Regions from separate parts of the Mus musculus genome. Here region 1 is linked to region 2. The links are chromatin contacts, called in public HiChIP or PLAC-seq maps. All regions are on one chromosome and are shown on one strand. Each heading gives the region's core, a stretch centred on a gene start, on an enhancer-like site or on the middle of the called end of the contact. The rest is flanking DNA. Distances are from core to core; before and after follow the strand shown. Region 1 has its middle 65 kb from the start of Gm5546. Region 2 overlaps Gm34548 (a long non-coding RNA gene).

Region 1 (4,385 bases), core at 259-2,758, 380 kb after region 2:
AATGTCCACATACTCTAATAGATAGATTTTACTTGAGCACAATGGAATTAGACAATAGTGATGATTCACTGAAAACCCCTGGAAGATGTGTTTTAAATGAATGGATTGTTATGGTATGCAAATTATATCTATTTAAAAAATAGAGACTCAGTGGACATAACAGCCACACTAGGATCAAGAGAACAAAAGCCATTTGCCAAGGAGGATGAGCAGTTTGCAGGCCCCAAAGCTGCTTCCTGTTTAAGATTATGCAGGTCGTCTGAGTCTGGCTGTTTCCTGTTTAAGTTGTAGCAGGTCGTCTGAGTAAAGCTTTAAATCAGAAAAGGTCATTTACGGAGGATTCCCCATGTATAAGGTTATTTAGTGATTGCGCTGGAGCAAGGAGTGGCTTATGTCTAAGTTCACTCTGCTGCATTATGACGCTATGATGAAATATGAAATCTATTCCGGCTATCTTTAAGAAAAATACAATAAATATGAGTAAGTTCCACAATTACTATTTTGTTAAGCCATTCTCTGCAATCAAAGGTGAAAAGTCTAATTTTGGGTTGTTTCCAAAAGTGCTTGAAAGAAAAACTCATAATGGTAGATCTTCATTAGTGCTCTTGGTAAGACCAAAGACATTTAAATACTAGTTTGTTGTGTAATAAATAGCCATAGTCTGAGTGGAAGGGAAGCCATTATGAATGAAGAAAGCATGAGATATGTTGACATTTATAGTCTCCACTGAGATATCAGCAGGTCTCACTGCCCCATTAAAACAAGCTTTCTGAAATTTGTAGCTAAAATTTTCCATCTAGTTTCATATGTTTTTACTGTCACACACACACACACATCAAAAGAAGGATAATTGGCTTGGTGGCTAAAGGTAGTTGCTGCTCAAAGCTGGCCCAAGTTCAATCCCCAGAACCTACAAGAAGATGGAAGGAGAAAACCAACTCCACAAAGTTGTCCTCTAATCTCTAGACAATGGGTCATGGCATGCCCCCCACACCCACACAAAATCTCCCCCTCACACTAAATTTTAAAAATGAGTATTCTTCAGTTACTGATTTTTTTTTCACTGTTGTGATGTCCTAATTCTGGGATTCTGAATTTTAATGTTGTTAGGTGAATGTATAGTGGTTACATTTACTTAAGTCAGCTCTAGAAAATGAAATATAGTTTGATTTTTCACGCATGATCATTCTTGGATGGACTTTACTCATGTGGAAGGGAGGGTGGTCTGATGTCTTCCACTCATTAGGCATTTAAATTACCAAAAAGTTTGTTCAAAGACTGAAAAATCAAATTAACCACATAATTGTCTGAGCAAATAAAGGACGATTATGTGATGAATTAAAAAAAATGGAAGTGTGCTCAATAATAATATGAATTCAAGAATGCATACAGGCTAAGGCATTTATTCTTCATAAGAATTTAGGGACGAGAAGGGGACAGACTCACTGGGCTTCTGTCGGTTTCTGTTTCCATGGCAGTGAGGATGACTCACTATTAAAAGCTGGACTGTTCCTTACAGGCCACGTCTTGAGCAATATGCTTCCAGCTCTGCTCATTTGACTTCAGATTCAATTGGTGTATCATTCTCAGTTGTGCAAAGAACGTGTGCGTGTGTGTGCATGCGTGTGCGTGTGCATGACGTGTAGGGAATCAGAAGTTTAAAGATTTGTTCTTGTTTGATAGTTAGTATTGTTTGATCTAACACATTCATCTTTCAGCTTCCTAACTGTGGGAACAGGACCCTGGCTCTCTTCTGTACCTTTTCTGCTCAGTATTCATTAAAGAGAGCATGTTTAATATAAACCTCTAAAACTATGGCCAATAATTTTACAGGGAACAAAACTCTAACTTTAAAGACTTACACTTTCTATACTTACTACTTTTCCCCCCTATCAAAATACTGTGAGTGCTCATTAGATTAAATTCTAACATTTGGCAACCAGCTCTATGTAGTTATGTGACAGGGAGCCCAGAAGGTCAGCTGAGGATATTAGCAAGGCAGAGGCTGGGTGTTTTCATTAAGCTTGGCTTGGCTCTATCAAGCTGATACTGGAAGAGAGGAACACTGTCTCAGAAGGAACAAGGGAAGCAAGGTAGCTCAGCATTTGTGACAACATCTGAGAGCACACTTCCTAAGTATAGGGAGGAGACATATGGAATTTCTCTAAAGCTTGAAATATTATACTTTTCAAGGAGGAAAAAAAAAGAAAATAAATATGTTTAGCTCTACCGGTGTCTTTGCTGATGAAAATAATCACAATAATTAGTCACTGCATCAAAAACGCATTGTGGAGAGTCGCTCAGCTGGAACAGTTACTTTCCCCCACCCCCCTGCCCTTTTAAATCCCACAGTCACATTCCACAGTCGTCCCCCACACAGAAACCTCTGCTACTTCAAGAGATCAGTTGTGACGCATGCTTCTATGCTAAGTTTATAAATATACGCAGATGTGATCACAGGAGAGTCTTGAGGTTCACAACCAAATGCTATGGCTACCTAAAATAGCCGTGTTTCTATTCCATGCTCCTTAATGATGTGCCGTGTTTTGATGTCTTTATTCTTGTGTGTTTGTTTGTAACTCCTCAGAGCTGTGATGATGCTGTGAAGAAGGCCCCTCCAGGCACTGGATATGTGTGCCTCTTTCTGAAACCTAGAAAGCCAGCGACTTCCAGGCTGCAGTAGGCATCAAATCTGATGCCCCAGGGCAGAGTGCAGCTTCCCTGGTCCCCTCTGCAGCCTCCAGGTCTTATACAGCCTAGATCCTGAGTCAAACCTGAGAGATCCTAATAAGAAGCAAAGACCAATTTCTCCACACTCCTTAGACTGAAAGGTCGATAAAGTAATATTAATGGCATCAAGGATGATAATGGCCACTTTAATGGCAAGTCGAACTTTAATATTTTAAAGAAATTACCCTTACATTGAGATTATTAAGATGTAGGGCTACATTAAGGAATAGAACTGTTATGAGCATGTGAAAGGAATCAACTCCCCAGAAGGGGGGAAAATCACCCTTGGCAAGTACCATCTGCTTCCATATTTTTTTCTTATTGGTTATTGGGCATTATCACGAGCATCAGTTTTTATGAGATGATCTAGATATATAGGCTAGAATGACTTTGAACTTCTGACCTTCCTATGTGAAACTATAGTGCTGGGATTACAAGTGTGCACCACCGTGGCCAGTTTATGCAGTGCTGGGGACTGAACCCACGACCTCATGAATGCTAGGCAAGCATTCCACTGAGCTTCCTCCCCAGTCCTGGGATGCATGGTGGTTATTGTGCCCATCATAAAGAACATTATTTTTCTTTTCCTTCCTGGTTAAAATTTAAAGAATTAGTCAGCTCTTCTTCCACTCAGCCATTAGGAAACATCTAGAATTGGTGGTGATCTGACTTGGAAAGTGATTTCTTAATGCTCTAACTTCAAAGGACCTTTGAAATCTCAGCACATAGGGCCCAGCCCAGGGTTAATCCAGCAAAGTGGCACTTAGTGGCCTGTTCACGGTTTGTTTTGATGGGTCGTTAATGAGTAGTCATGCATCACACTTGCATTCTAAAAAGCACAGCTTTCTGTGCGGTTGCTGGCATCCTTTTCTCTGTGTAGTTGCCATGTTTTTTTTTTTTTTTTGATACCAAGAGCCAGTGGACCAGATGGAAACAGTTGGGTTTTTTCTACCTACATCCTACATGACAAGCATGTACCATCTCTAGTTCATGTGTTGGCTTTCTTAGGGTCACAATACTGGTCTTTTTCTTCAAGCTAGGAAGGACATTTGCCACAGAGATGGTGTAAGAGTGTGTCTCCCCTACTTAGGATCCTCTTGGCTCTCCGTTCCTCCTCAAGAGAAGAAATTGAGTGGTTCTAAGTCTGGGGTTCAAGAGGACACTAAGCAGATTGCCCTGCAGCATGCAGAGAGGGGGCGGGGGCTCTGGAGAAAGGTCTGGCTCTCCCAGGTGGAGTGGAGATCCCGTTTTATAGGTCCCAAAGGAAGAGGGAGATTTTACTCCACATAGCTGAGATAGTCTACAGCACAGGCCATCAGCCAGGCCGTCTCTGATTCCTGGAGAGAGGTAGGAGGGGCCCTGAATTTCAGGAAGGATGTAAGGGGTATGAGAAGAGGGCACCTGTAGTTGAAGTGTACCTGCCTGTCCTGGGGTCTGGCAGACTACGTAAACTTCCTTGGGAAAATGCAATAGTGCCTCCTGTTTTCCTGGAATCCAGGCACCTGCAGAGTTCCTTAGGGGTTTAGAGTCTCACAGACAGTCTTTCCACAGAGGCTCACAAAAGCCGCTGTGGACCACCTATAGCCCTGAACCTGAGAGAAAGAATGGTAGAAACGGGAAACAAAATGAAATGGTCACGGAGGGAGTTCACCTCT
Region 2 (4,164 bases), core at 981-3,480:
ATAGTTGTTTTGTTTTGTTTTGTTTTGTTTTGTTTTGTTTTGTTTTTGAGACAGGGTCTCACTATATAGCCCTGGCTGTCCTGGAACTCACTCTGTAGACCAGGCTGGCCTCGAACTCATAGAGATCTGCTTGCCTCTGACTCCCTAGTGCTGGGATTAAAGGTGTGCATCACTTTATCTGGCTGATAATCTTATAACTGACGTCATCTCAGTTTACCAGTGCTAGCAGAGCAGCAATGCAGTGAGGGATATCCTGGGCTGGAATTAAAGGAATTTTTAAAAAAATTAAATTAAGCCAGTTGTTAGTGGTAGAAACCTTTGATCCCAGTACTCAGGAGGCAGAGGCAGGTGAATCCCTCTGAGTTTAAGACCAGCCTGGACTACAGAGTGAGTTCCAGGACAGCCAGGGATACACAGAGAAACCCTATCTCGAATCCCCCCCCTCAAATTAAGTAAATGATTAAAAATGAGGCTAACCATAGTGTCAGAGGGCCAGTTTGGTTTAAATAGTAGTGAGTTTCAGGACAGCCAAGGCCACAGAGAAATCCTGCCTCAAAAAATAAAGACAGAAACAAATTCGCAAAGAAAATAACAAAAGCCGGCCAGTGTGTCAGATACTTGTCATCCTAGCCTTTGCACGGAGGTTGGAGGACCAAGGGTCCCAGGCCAGTTGAACCGCATAAGGCTATGCCTTAAAATGGAGGAGAGTCGTTAACAAATCAATAAACTTAATCATAGGCCTTTTATTTGTGGTTCATGAGTCACAACAACACATCCTGGAGTTTGCCTTATAGAAAAGGGGTCTGAAGAAGTAGAAACAAAATGAAAAGCAGATTTGCTTGAGGCAGCAGGGTGGGGGGTGGATGGGTGGGGGGTGGGTGGGGGTGCTGTGGGGGGGGGGGTGTTCAATGCCAACAGCAGAAGAGTGACTAAGACTCTGATATGAGTTCAGTTCCCAGCATCAAATAATCAATCAGCCAATCAAAAGGTGGCACTCTTTAAATCCCAGAACTCTGGAGGTAAAGGTAGGTAGATCTCTGTTAGTTCCAAGCTGGCCAGGGCTGCTGCATCGTGAGACCATCTCAAAAACAAAAACAAAAACAAAAAAACAACAAAAACTCACATAGAAGCCGGGCGTGGTGGCGCATGCCTTTAATCCCAGCACTCGGGAGGCAGAGGCAGGCGGATTTCTGAGTTCAAGGCCAGCCTGGTATACAAAGTGAGTTCCAGGACAGCCAGGGCTATACAGAGAAACCCTTTCTCAAAAAACAAAAAGACAAAACAAACAAACCAACAAACAAAAAACAAAAAAACCTCACAAAGATAGGTTAACTGGGCTTGTACAGGTTAGCCCAAAGGGGATTTCCTATTCATAACAGCTAAACTGGCTTACTTGGAATTACAGCTATTTCTCTTTTTGCCATCATCATCATCGTCACTATCATCAGTGAAGGTTGGTAAACAACCTGGTTTTGGCTCCACTAAGCATGATTGACTTATCTTTGCCTTAGCTATGTGCCCAGTACCAATAGCCTCCCATAAATCTTAACGCTTGAAAGTCAGCTCGCATTCCCTCCGGTGGATAAATTGTCAAAGCCCAGTTGATGATGGGTGACTCTGGTTTTCTTGCGAACTTACTCTGGTTTTGTAATTTTGTTTTTGTTTTCCTTTCTTTCACTTCCTAGACGAAGCCCTTTCAGAGTGGGCAGGGAGACAGACACATGAGGAAATTCACTTCAGCAGGGCATCTGCTAAGCGTGGCAGGATTCCTGCTCCAGACTCTCAAAGCCTCCTATTAATGGAAAGAGCAGGTTAACCTGGTCTGACCGACAGGAAGCCACCGTACAGGAATAGGTGGAGTTCTGACATCCGGTGGGGACAGCTGGGGGGAGCGGATGGGGGAGGGGACACCTAGGTGTGCCAGGGGAGCCGAGGTAAAGCTAAGGTCCAGGGGGCCAGCGTGCTGGGTGGCTATGGGCCACACGAGGGCGCCGCACACTGCCACGTAAGGGCCTGAACTGTCTCTACGGAGCTATGTCGGAGAAAAGGCTTTGATGGGAAAGAGGGTGGGCGGAGACCATCCTGGGTGTCCAGCGACGGGCCCCTCTCTTGTTCCTTGAAGGTCGGCGTGAGGTCTCCCTGGACTTGGAACAGCCGCTGTTCAGGTCCTGAGGAATTAACGCCTCTGTAGATCAGGTCCAGCTGTGTGTAGGAGGGAGGATGTTTGCGGTCACTGGGGTGTGTTGTGTTAGGAATGACCGCAGTACTGGGGTGTGAGGGTGGGTGCGTGGATTTCTCCAGAGGTGTAGGTGGGAGGGAGTAGACAGTTTCTACTCCCAGGGGGCTGGCGCTAGTGTCTTCTAGGAGCAGCACTTAAGGCAAGATGTAGACCCCATTAGAATCAGACGATCTTCCCATCAGAGGAAGTCCCCCATTTGGAAACAGTCAGGATGAATGGTTGCTTTAGCTTGGCCAAGCTGCTGGGGTAAACGCCTCAAGCAGAAGCTGCATCAAAGCCTGGAGCCTGTCCAGCCATGCAGCTCAAGCACCCGGTGTCACCGAGATTTGTCCAGGGGGCACAGTGGAGATCTTGTGACCCAGGAAATAGCACTGGTCTTAGTTTAGATCAGGACATTTCCCCCTGAAAGCTGCGTGGGACAGTGGCTTGGAGCCCAGATTGGGGGGGGGGGGGAGGGATGGGAGGGGCAGCTGGAGGCTTCTGCCCACTCTCACCTTTGTCACCCAATAGCTACTTCACATGAGTCAGCTCTGCAGGCTGTACCCTGGCCTGAAGGCTCAGCCTGGGATTTGAAGGCATTAGAGTTGGTAGAAATTAACCCCCAGGATGTGAGCTTCGGGCTCGTAGGCTGAGGCTCTAGCAAGGGAAGAGGACATCCTGAGGACTGGGTGTAAGCAAGCAGAAACACGGGGAGCCTAGGCAATGCCCAGGAGGACTGCAATGGGCCAGGGAACACCAGGAAGGGTCAGTGTGAACCCAGGACTCTTGAGAACTCCAGTCGCTTCCTCTCTGCGGATCCAGACACCTCTACCATCCAGCCCCGCCCAGGCAGCTGCAATTCCTCAGCCAAATGACCCGAGACAAGAGTAAGAGGAAAACAGCTTTCTGAGCCTGCCTCTAGGGGAAAGAAGGACTATAAGAAGCAGGGATCCAGGACACAAGGTCACCGGGAAGCAGTCATGAATGTCAGGCGTGAAGGGGTGGAGATTTCAGGTCAGGGAGCTAAGGGTACACAGCTCAGTGACAGCATTTGCTTAAGAGGCCCTGGCGACAGGGTTCAGGCCTCACTACTGGAAAAAAGATTTTTCTTAGCTTATGCACAAATGGTCACGTGACATTGATAAGCAAGAGTGACTTAACCCAACACAACTCCAGTTTCACCAGCTGCAAAACTACCCTGAGGTGTTTGCAAATTTAGGAGTAAGGTAGGTAAAGGCATGCCCGTCAGGGCATGGTGATGATGGCTCACACCAGTAATCCCAGCACTTGAGAGGGTAAGGTAGAACCAATGTGGGTTTGAGACCAGCCTAACTACAGAGTTAGTTCCAGGTTTGCCTGGGCTAAGGGGAGACTGTAAACAAATAAAAAACAAAACAAAACAAAACAAAAATTTTATTGTCTTTCAACCCTAGGGGTGTCTGAGCCTTTCTCCTTCCTAACAAGTTGGCCTGGGCTCCAGACAGCAGACCTATAATTTGCCTGCACAAGTGTGATAAGAGGTCAATATTAATCTGGGTGTGGTGGTGCACACCCCAAGTCCCTGCCACTCAGGAGGTAGAAACAAGAGCCCAGAGGTTTGAAGGCCATCCAGGCAACATACTGAGACTCTGAAGAAGAGAGCGGACAGAAAAGAAAACTTTGAGAATAAGTGTAAGCCAGGTGTGGTGTCACATGCCTATACTCTCAACACTCCCAAGACTGAGGCAGGAGGGAATGTCTAATCTAAGAGAAGCCTGGGCTACACAGTTGGATCAAATAAACAAAACCCTCTCAAAAGACAAACAAATACCAGCGGAAGGATTCAGCAGGCAAACTCACTTGGTGCCAAGCCAACCCAGATGTGTAAGGTAGAAGAAAACTAACATAGAGTGTTCTCTGACCTCCACAAGAGCACACACACACTTACACAAACACACACTTAAGTA

Evidence for each region. HiChIP or PLAC-seq counts read pairs in DNA pulled down with a chosen protein or histone mark.
Region 1: a contact with region 2 is called in a FOXA1 HiChIP or PLAC-seq map of pancreatic cancer cells. The contact joins two enhancer-like sites. A contact is called at or near these places in 1 of 484 Hi-C or Micro-C datasets (muscle stem cells) and 1 of 115 datasets of contacts at active chromatin or transcription factors (pancreatic cancer cells).

Annotation. Positions count from the first base shown.
Region 1 is chr3:104,293,179-104,297,563 of GRCm38.p6, reverse strand. No RefSeq gene overlaps it. Among named protein-coding and RNA genes, the nearest start is that of Gm5546, 65 kb to the left of the region's middle. Within about 2 kb of position 1,508, at least 83 of the 459 cell types and tissues checked have an H3K27ac peak or open chromatin away from gene starts, as enhancers often do. A contact at or near this core is called in pancreatic cancer cells, where this site is marked.
Region 2 is chr3:104,673,412-104,677,575 of GRCm38.p6, reverse strand. It overlaps Gm34548 (a long non-coding RNA gene), which reads left to right. Exons shown (of 4, transcript XR_867542.1): 4 at 1-25. Among named protein-coding and RNA genes, the nearest start is that of Gm34548, 5.1 kb to the left of the region's middle. Within about 2 kb of position 2,230, at least 184 of the 459 cell types and tissues checked have an H3K27ac peak or open chromatin away from gene starts, as enhancers often do. A contact at or near this core is called in pancreatic cancer cells, where this site is marked.